Linked DNA regions of Mus musculus: region 2 is linked to region 1. Evidence: chromatin contacts called from public HiChIP or PLAC-seq data. All regions are on one chromosome and are shown on one strand. Each heading gives the region's core, a stretch centred on a gene start, on an enhancer-like site or on the middle of the called end of the contact. The rest is flanking DNA. Distances are from core to core; before and after follow the strand shown.

Region 1 (4,329 bases), core at 1,565-4,064:
AGGTCGTCAGGCTTGATAGAACCGCACCTTTACCTGCCGAGCGATCTCACCAGCCTTCCTGTGTTGCTTTCTAAACCAAGTTTCTGTTTGAAAGCAAAGCTGGGTTAAGGTTTTTGGTTGACTGTCAAAACCAGTTTTCAGTGGCTCCTCTGAATTGGGTACAGCTGTTCCTGGCTGTCATATGGTCAGAAGCATTGTCCAATCCCAGGGAGGTGGGGAGAGAATCCTGGCACCCATCCTAGGCCATAGCTAGCAAGAGTGTTCTTGTTGAAATGCAAATCTGAGCTGTCCGGTGCCCAGCTGAACAGCCCTAGTTAGCTGCCCAGTTCCTACAGCATCTGTAACACTGGGTCATGATCTGAATTCATGGATTTGTCAGGCACTGTTGTTTCGATCTTTATTTAGCATCTACAATTTGAGATGTGAATAGTTTATGTGGAGATCATTGAAGTTAACAATACATATAAATGGTTGATGGCATCAATCTACGGATTCTATGTGTGTGATTGTTAAATTGAGGGGATCTTGTAAGAGGAGCGCGCGTGTGTGTATGTGTGTGTGTGTTTCTTGGGGGTCAAATCTAGAACTTTGCAAGTACTGGGAAACTGAGTATTTACCATTTAGCTAAATCCTTAGATCTTGTTTTTTATTTTTTTTCAGTCGGGGTCTGCCCTTGAATAGTTCTGATTGCAGATCTAACCAGGGCCTGCGTGCACTAAAGGGAAATGCTTTAACACTGAAGTGTGTCCCAGACTTTGGCCTTGAACTCTTGATTCTCCTGTCTCTTGCTCCCAAGTACCAGCTAAAATGATTTTTAAGGTGAGGGAATGATTTTTCTTCAGTGGAGTAGCCATTGATACCTGGTCATGCTCTAAAAAAATAAGCAAACAAGCCCTTCCTCCATGCTAGTGGGAAAAAAATCCTAATTAAACTCAGTAGCCCCCTCTCTTATACACACACGCGCACACACACACAATCACTTACACATAACATGAAGATAGGAAGACAGCTTGTTAGAGAAAAAAGGGTTTCATCAGAAGAGGGAGGGGGATGAGAGAGGGTGACGGAGGTTGGAATGAGCAAAAGATCAAAATTCACTGTATAGAGAAGTATAAAATTGTAAAGGAATTTAAAAAATATATTCTCATCCAGATAATGGAATATTTTAGAATTAAGAAGAAATGAGTTGTCAAGTCGTGAAAAGAACCTCACATGGGGGTTAACTCAAGAAGCAGGATGGACGAAAAGGCTACGTACTATTGTATTCCAAGTAGAGGACATAATGAAGACAGCAAAAAGATCGGTGGTCCTGGAGTTGACTGGTAAGAGGTGGGGACATTCAGGACTTTTGGGACAGGGAAATTAACTGTCCGTGTATGTAACCCTAAACTGCGATTAATGCTTACAGCAAACCCTAATGGAAACTATGGCCTTTGGGTATTAGTGATGTTCCAATGAAGGGTCACTAGGTACAAGAAATGGGTGTCTTTTAAAATTAAAGTAGCTTACATTGGTTTTTCTCTGTGTCTGTGTATATACGGGGTGTGCCTAAGGAGGTCAGTGGATAGCTTGAAGGAGTGGAGCTGATGCTTGATGCGCAGACAGATTTTTTCATACGGATTCTGCGGATTGAACTAGGGTCCTCAGGCTTGGTGGCAAGGACTCTTATCCACTAAGCCCTCTCACTTGCCTCAGAATGTGGGTCTGGATTGGGAATGCTAGTGAAGGAGGGGTTTTGGTAGCACGGATAGGGATCTTATGGGAGCTGCTTTCTGCTCAGCTTTGCCACGAATCTAAAGCCATTCTACCAAATGAAGTCTACATTTTTCTTATTTTGCTTTGTAATTTTATTAAAATTTGAAGGAAAAGCAAGACAGTCAAGCCGGAGACCTGGCAGGTGCTGGGGGTGAGGGGAGATGGAGAAGATGTCTCTTCAGCTAGATAGTAGAGGTCAGAAAGACCGAAAGCCCAGAGTGCCCGAGCAAGCATGCTTAGGAGTGCCAGCCAAGGATCTGCAGGGAAAGGCTACCCAGTTCCAGACTCTTGTAGCCCAATGATGCTTGATACACAGACAGATTACTTAAGAAAGACAAGGGTTGCTGGGCGGTGGTGGTGCACGCCTTTAATTCCAGCAACTTGGGAGGCAGAGGCAGGCGGATTTCTGAGTTCGAGGCCAGCCTGGTCTACAAAGTGAGTTCCAGGACAGCCAGGGGTACACAGAGAAACTCTGTCTGGGAAAACAAACAAACAAACAACAACAACAACAAAAAGACAAGGGAAAAAACTGAGGGGCAGAGTAGTTAGTGAGCTGAGGAAAGAGTTCCTATGAGCCTTCACGAAACATTACGTGACACCAACCTTGCTCACCGGTTTGTGTAAATTAAGTTTATTTTAAAATAAGGATTTTTACTTTCAGATAACATCAGGAAACCTCTGGGTGGGACCTTGGAGCACACTGGCCATTTTGCCACATTCCTCCTTAATCACGACCCGGATGTTCCCATCTGCCTCTCCCTGTGAAGACGTTGGTAGGCTCGGTACAGTCCATGATGGATGCTCCTGGCGTTTGGAAAGCTTTGCCTCCAAAGCTTTTTCATCTGTGTTCCTCAAGGCGGTGGCCTCTTGGGTAGAGAGAAGTGGGCTAAAGAGTCTATTCTCATTCATTATCTATGACATATGGCTTTCTCACAAGTGCACCGTTCTTACATTTAAAGGGCAATGGCCGGAAAACAGGGGGAGGGGCGTGGATGAGGTAAGAGTGAGTTCCTTAACCACTGAAGTCCAGGCAGACTCTGGGGTTTCACACAGCACCTCACCTAACCCTTCAGCAGCCCTTCCTCACACCCCCACTTCACAGATGAGGAAACACAGCCTCCCAAAGTCTAAAAAGGTTCACCAAGTCCCTGCCTCTAAGTCCACTGCAGACGGTCAGGTTGATTTGTGCAGCAGGAACATTACTAAGTCTATGCTGAGTTGGTCGCCCAGAGGTGAACCCTTTTTGAGAGGCTTTGCTTTTTGGCTCTTAAGCATGTTAGGGTTTGAGCTCAGTGGGGGACTCAAGCACCTTGTATGACTTCATTTCTTCCCCTTGGGGCTGCTTTCTTTCAGCTTGGGCCTGGGTCTCCTCACTCAGCACCCGCCTCTCCCTCAGAGAGCTGGGCTAGCAGGTATAGGTTTGAGTTCTCCAGGCTTAGGGCAGTGTGGTCTCTCCGTCCCCTTGGCTGAAAGGACATGCTTTTGTTTGTTTGTTTGTTTGTTCTCTCTAGATATAGTCCAGCCTTCCTCCTCTCTCTTGGCCTTGCTGAAGTCTGATGAGGTCTGTCGCTTTCCCAGCCTCAGTGTCTCTATCTGTGAGCCGGGCCTCAGGGCTCTATTAGGAGGCTACACTCCGTGCCCTCCCACATCCTGGCCCTGCAGAAAATAAGCCACCTGCCGAGGATATTTTCAGATACAGCTTAATTGAATAAATCATGACAGGAAAGAGACCGCCTGGTGACAGTTCCCCTGGCTTCTTGGAAGGCCTGGAGCTGGTTTCTGAGAGAGCAGAGGATGTTGCAAGCTCTGTGCTGGGCCCCTCCCTCTCTGCCCGGCCAAACTGAGCTCCAGACCCAGGCTTCTCTCTCTCCCCAGAAAAAGCCCTGCTGCAGGAGACTGTCCCCATTTCCTTCTACCTCTGAGCAGCGCTGGGCTTCTTTTGCATCTATGTATGTTGATCAGGTGCCAGTTTTTAAAGAACACCAGTTGGGTTCCTGCCTGGAATAGGGTGGGTTAGAGGCCCCGGGGAGATGAGCAGGGCACAGTCAGCTCTTCGCTGTGAGCTGTTCATCGTCTTTAACCGACTTTAAGGCAGGAACACACTTGTGAAGGAAAGTATGTACCTGTGATAAGATCAGTGTCTGCTGCTGGGGACTGGGAACCTCAGGGCCAGCTGGGGAGATGAGAGAGCTTTGCTAAGCTGCTTCTCTGCTCCCATTCCCTTCTTCTTTGTTGGCCTTTCTCAAATAGGCTCTCAGGTACTAGTGTCTATATCAGGAACCAGCGCACAGAAATGTTCTCATTTTAGTTCACAAGCTCACATATGCAAGAGCTAATTCTCTTTGATATCCTTTCTCTCTCTCTCTCTCTCTCTGTCACACATACACACACACACACAAAGCCTCATGTCATATATTCCAGGCCTATTTGGGACTCACCATGCAGCCAAGAATGGCCTTGATTTTCTGACCTTCCCTTTTAAATACTGAGATTACAGGTGTGAGTGTACAGGGGATTCCACTAGCCTGCCCCCAAGGGACCTAGTTATCACTTCTGTCATCATCTGCCACCTGC
Region 2 (4,565 bases), core at 872-3,371, 75 kb before region 1:
GACCCGTGCACAGTACCGAAATAAAAAGTCTGAGCTTAAAAACAAAGCAAATCTGATTCTCCCCGAATCATTACTCCTATAGAAGTAGGCACTAAGGTCAAGTTCACAAAGGCTTTGCCTGAGGCAGGACCTCCTCTTACTTACGGGAGATGATCAAGGGTCTCAGGGCTGGCCTTAGGCCTTGCTGCCACCCGGTTCACCTCATTGTGGAGACCATCCAGAAGGAAACGAAGGAATTCCTGAGCATCCTGCTGACTGAATGCAAACAAAAGTGAGTGGGAGAGCAGCGCCCACCAGACCTCACTTGTGCTGCCAGCCACCTTGGGGAGGGCACGCATGCCAGGCCCTTACTTATAGCCCATGAAGCGTGGCGCATATCTCTGGATCTGGGTCTTGAACTCAGATGGGCTCACCACATCATTGGGGGACGACGTCCATATGGTCTGGATTAGTTTTGCAAACTCTGTTAGGAGCCATTAGAAAGGGTGAAGAACAGGTGAGATTATTCAAGGTAGAGTTCCTCTGTGTAGCAATGGCTGTAACTAACTCCATAGACCAGGCTGGCCTGGAATCCAGAGATCTGCCTGCCTCCACCTCCTGAGCCAGCCCTCGGATTAAAAGTGTGCATCACAACTACCCTGCTGAGATATTTTCTTTTTTAAAAAGTTATTTTATTTTAATATGTGTGTGTATATGTATGTACGTGTGTGTATGTATGTGTATATATGTGTGTGTATGTGTGTGTGTATATGTGTGTGTGTGTGTGTGTGTGTGTGTGCATGCTTATGAGTGCCCAAGGAGGTCATAGGAGGGAAACCAAGCTCTGGTCCTCTGTAAGCAAGTGAGCACTTTTGTGGTGCACACCCGTGGTCCCACCTTAAGGTTGGAAGATCAGGAATTCAAGGCCAGCCTAGGCTACATGAGACTGTCTCAAAAACAACAAAAAACAAAACAAAACAAAGCAAAACAAAAAACTAAAACCAAGACAACCCGCCAAGCCAAGCACCTCACAGATCAACAACCAATGAACAAATAAGATGGAGCACTGAAACTGGAGTCAGACATGAGGCTGTATACTCTGATCCCAACACCTGGGAGGCCGAAGCAAGAGAATCACTCGCATGGCTCCAACCAGGGTTACACAGGAAGGCTGTGTTTCAACAACAGATTCTGAAACTTGAGCCCCAACCAAGAACAGGCAAAGAAAGAAAACTAGAGGAGTGGGGGTGCATCTACAACACAACACCAGTCCAGCCTGGTGGAACGGAAGAGCTGAGAAGGGGAGCGGGGCCACGCCCACACGGGCTCCTCACCTTCCATGAGGGCCGTGTGAGCGCTGCTGGTGTGGCCGAGGTCCCGCATGTACAGCCTCTGGAGGCAGTAATCTCTCAGCTCTCGGGTGTTGCTCAGGCACTGAAGAATTGAGTTCATGAAGCACTAGGAGAGATCATCTAGCAATTAGTGGGCGTGCACAGCTCTGGGGTTTTCATAAGCATGTATTCCCGGCTCATGGCACTACTGCGATGTGGTAGCAACCTCAAGAGATGGGGCCCAGTGGGAGGCTTTCAGGTATTGGGGGCTTGCCCGGCAGAGGCCTGTAGGACTCCACTCTCTTCCCCCACTGCCCCCTCCCCCCCCACTTTGTATCCTGGCCATGAAGTGAATGGTTTTGCTTTGCTGTACCTGTGCCTTCTGCCTTGTCACAAGCCCAAAGCAACAGAGCCAGTAAGCAAGCCCAACACACCATCTTTATTAGGTTGATTTCTCTCATGTATCTATCGTGGGGGAAAGCTAACTAACAACACTGTGATGTGATGGGGTAGTGCCCCTTACCCAGCACTTCTGTTACCTAAAGGTTCTCTCTCTCTCTTCTACCCAAAATGAACTCTCTCACAGCTCCAGGCTCCTCCTTCCTGAGTGAAGGCAGGGCCGAGTGAGGCAAGTATGGGGGAAGGCCCTGTAATTGGCTCCTTCCTACTGAGGTGTACAAAGGGGTGTGGGCACACTGGTCAGCAGTGGGTGGGAAGTGACAGGAATCAGGAGGAAGATCCAGGAGAGCAGCAGGCTCGAAGTGACAAGGGCAACTTCCTTTTAGCAGTGCTTCCTGCTGGGGGCGGGTGAGACAGAGCCCCACAATTCACTGAAACCCCAGCCAGGAAGGGCAGGTGCTGATTGCCCTATAGGATAGGAAGCTAGCTGGAGCCAGGAGGGGACTCTGTAAAACTATCCCATTCAAGAGAGGAGGGAAGGGCTTCAGGGAAGAGGTGAGTTGGGAGGAACTTACCGTGTTCCCAAGGTTTCGAAGACCAGCCAGACCCTGGGCACTCTTTGAATTCTGTAAGTGAAGAACAGGTCACATGAGGGCGAGGGACAGCCCGGCGTCTGTACTAGTTCTCGCCCAACACTTCCTTCCCTTCCCCAGCAGACTTCTCTTTTCAGCCTCTGTCTGGGTCTTGGAGAGCAGGGAGGAATGCCTATTTTCATCACGCAGACTGCTCTCCGGGACTTTGCTCTTTTATGTACTTCCCTATCATTTTGCTCTTTTGAGACAGGGTCTCACTAGGTAGCCTAGTGAACGGATGGTGACCCTCCTGCCTCTGCCTCCCGAGTGTTGGGATTACAGGTATAAGCTACTACTACACCAGCTTTTCTATCTTTATTTTCTGCTACAGTGGAGACTAGAGGCTAGGGATTCATAATTTCAGGAATTTACTCAATTCCTCGTTAAATGAAATTGAAAGTTCAGCTCAGGCATGGTAATGAAAGCCTGCAATCCCAGCACCTGGAAACAGAGGCAGGAGAATTAGGAATTTGATCAAGGCCAGCCTCAGCTACATACATAGTGAACCCAAAGGCTAGCCTGAGCTATATGAAACAACAAAAACAGGGTTCATAGCTCAAATCCAGGCACTATTTCAAATGACCTATATTTATATTACATGTTCAATATATAAAGGGACCATCATAATTGGCATGTTAAGAAATTGAAATGACAAACCACTCTAATTGAGTTTCGATCTTCAGCTGGGGAAAACTCAAGCTGCCTGCCTGTCTGAATTGCCAGAGACAGGTGGAATTCCTTCCAGCTGAACTCAGCTTCTAAAGGGCTGAGCCAAGGCGGGAGGATCCTCCCAGCCCGGCTCGTCTCGGGTTTCAACATCCCTACTGGCCACTGCCCCAAGCTGAGGAAGCACCTGGCTGAAGGTGCCGCTCATGTCTCTACTGTGGAGGCTGGTGAGGGGGTTGGAGAGAGAACAGGTGTGAGATTGCAGGCTCTCGGTGTTATTTGTCAAGGTCTCTTAGCTAATCCTGGGCACACCTCCTAGGGATCAGAAACCCTTCAGGCTCAAAGGGTTAAAGCGGTTGAGTTTGGGGATGAGTCTGCCACCCCCTCTTGGAAAGGGGGCCTCGGAGCAGGCAACTCTGGTGCAACACTGGCTGGGGCATGCGTGGGGCCGGCTCAACCCTGATCAGAACAGGAGCCTGAAATAACTCAGCTAAAATTACTCATGCCATGTGCTGACAGCCTATGGGGCTGTCAGCGGCTCAAAGCCCAGGAGACTGTCAGCTTGAAGGGAGGTGGGGAGAAGCAGGCCGAGGGCTTTCTCAAGAAGTGCCAGGCCCCTCCCACGGGGAAGAGGATCCCTCCCCTCTGTCAGTTGTCAGGTCGGACTCTAGCAGGTAGAGAAAACACACCCAGAAGAGACATGCTTTAAACCTTCAGCTGGGGGGCAAGCCTGCAGCAGCCTGTAGGGTGTACCCTTCTCACTGCCCTGGCCTGCACCTTATGTGGCCCTCAAATGAACTGTGAGCCCCACCACTGGGTGTTGAAGTTCAGCAGAAGGTGGCTTGACTTAGCATTTGTTAAGGTCTTGGGTTTGACCCCTGGCAATGGCAAAATGAATGCTGTCTTACTGACACTCGTGGTGGGCCCTCTAAGTGGCCTACCACAGAGACAGCTATCATAGAGACAGTCCTTGGGGACAAAGCTCTTATCAGGGCTTTGAATGAAACGGTAAAAAAACAAAACAAAACAACAACAAAAAAACAAAACAAAAAGTCTTTCTTTTCCCCAGAGCCCAGCAAGAAAGCACCCCAGCGATCTTCATGTTGCCCACTTAGAGGCTCCCACCGCAGTGTGCCCACACACGATGCCCACTCACACCTGGTTTCGGGAGCTCTTTTACTAACTAATCCTTACCCCCTGTGCCCGAGACGACATCGGTCTAAACAGGCTGCAGAGACAGAAAGCATCCTCCCACGGGGGAGCATGTCCGCGTCCACCAGGGCAGGCTCTCAGCTCAGGTACTTATCCCAGCACTAGTGAGGGTGGGGGAAAGGGGCGGGGTCACCAGTGCACAGAGGCACACCTGCCTCCCATGTGACTGGGCAGCTGGAAGGTAGGAAGTGCACCCAGCCTCCATGCTTAGTATTCTACTTCCAATGTTTCTATTGGCTTGGGGCTAGAAAGGGGAGGCTCCCCTAAATCACCATTAGGACCCTCTGATTTTTTCCTTTTTTTTTCTTTTCTATTTTTTAGTGTGAGGAGTCATGTTATCTAAAAT

The links. HiChIP or PLAC-seq counts read pairs in DNA pulled down with a chosen protein or histone mark.
Region 2: a BATF HiChIP or PLAC-seq map of CD8 T cells shows a contact between it and region 1, with 6 read pairs. The contact joins two enhancer-like sites. A contact is called at or near these places in 2 of 39 promoter capture datasets (epiblast stem cells and hippocampal neurons), 1 of 15 datasets of contacts at CTCF or cohesin (CD8 T cells), 7 of 115 datasets of contacts at active chromatin or transcription factors (CD8 T cells, double positive thymocytes, embryonic forebrain and 3 more) and 3 of 9 other capture datasets (adipose tissue, liver and pancreatic islet).

The regions. Positions count from the first base shown.
Region 1 is chr9:44,012,391-44,016,719 of GRCm38.p6, reverse strand. Gm39323 (a long non-coding RNA gene) reads left to right here. Exons shown (of 3, transcript XR_870686.2): 2 at 1,170-1,322; 3 at 2,417-4,329. Among named protein-coding and RNA genes, the nearest start is that of Gm39323, 28 kb to the left of the region's middle. Within about 2 kb of position 2,814, at least 59 of the 459 cell types and tissues checked have an H3K27ac peak or open chromatin away from gene starts, as enhancers often do. A contact at or near this core is called in CD8 T cells, where this site is marked.
Region 2 is chr9:44,086,902-44,091,466 of GRCm38.p6, reverse strand. It overlaps Usp2 (ubiquitin specific peptidase 2), which reads right to left. Exons shown (of 13, transcript NM_198092.2): 3 at 2,285-2,335; 4 at 1,314-1,437; 5 at 352-463; 6 at 145-255. Among named protein-coding and RNA genes, the nearest start is that of Gm39325, 4.2 kb to the right of the region's middle. Within about 2 kb of position 2,121, at least 73 of the 459 cell types and tissues checked have an H3K27ac peak or open chromatin away from gene starts, as enhancers often do. A contact at or near this core is called in CD8 T cells, where this site is marked.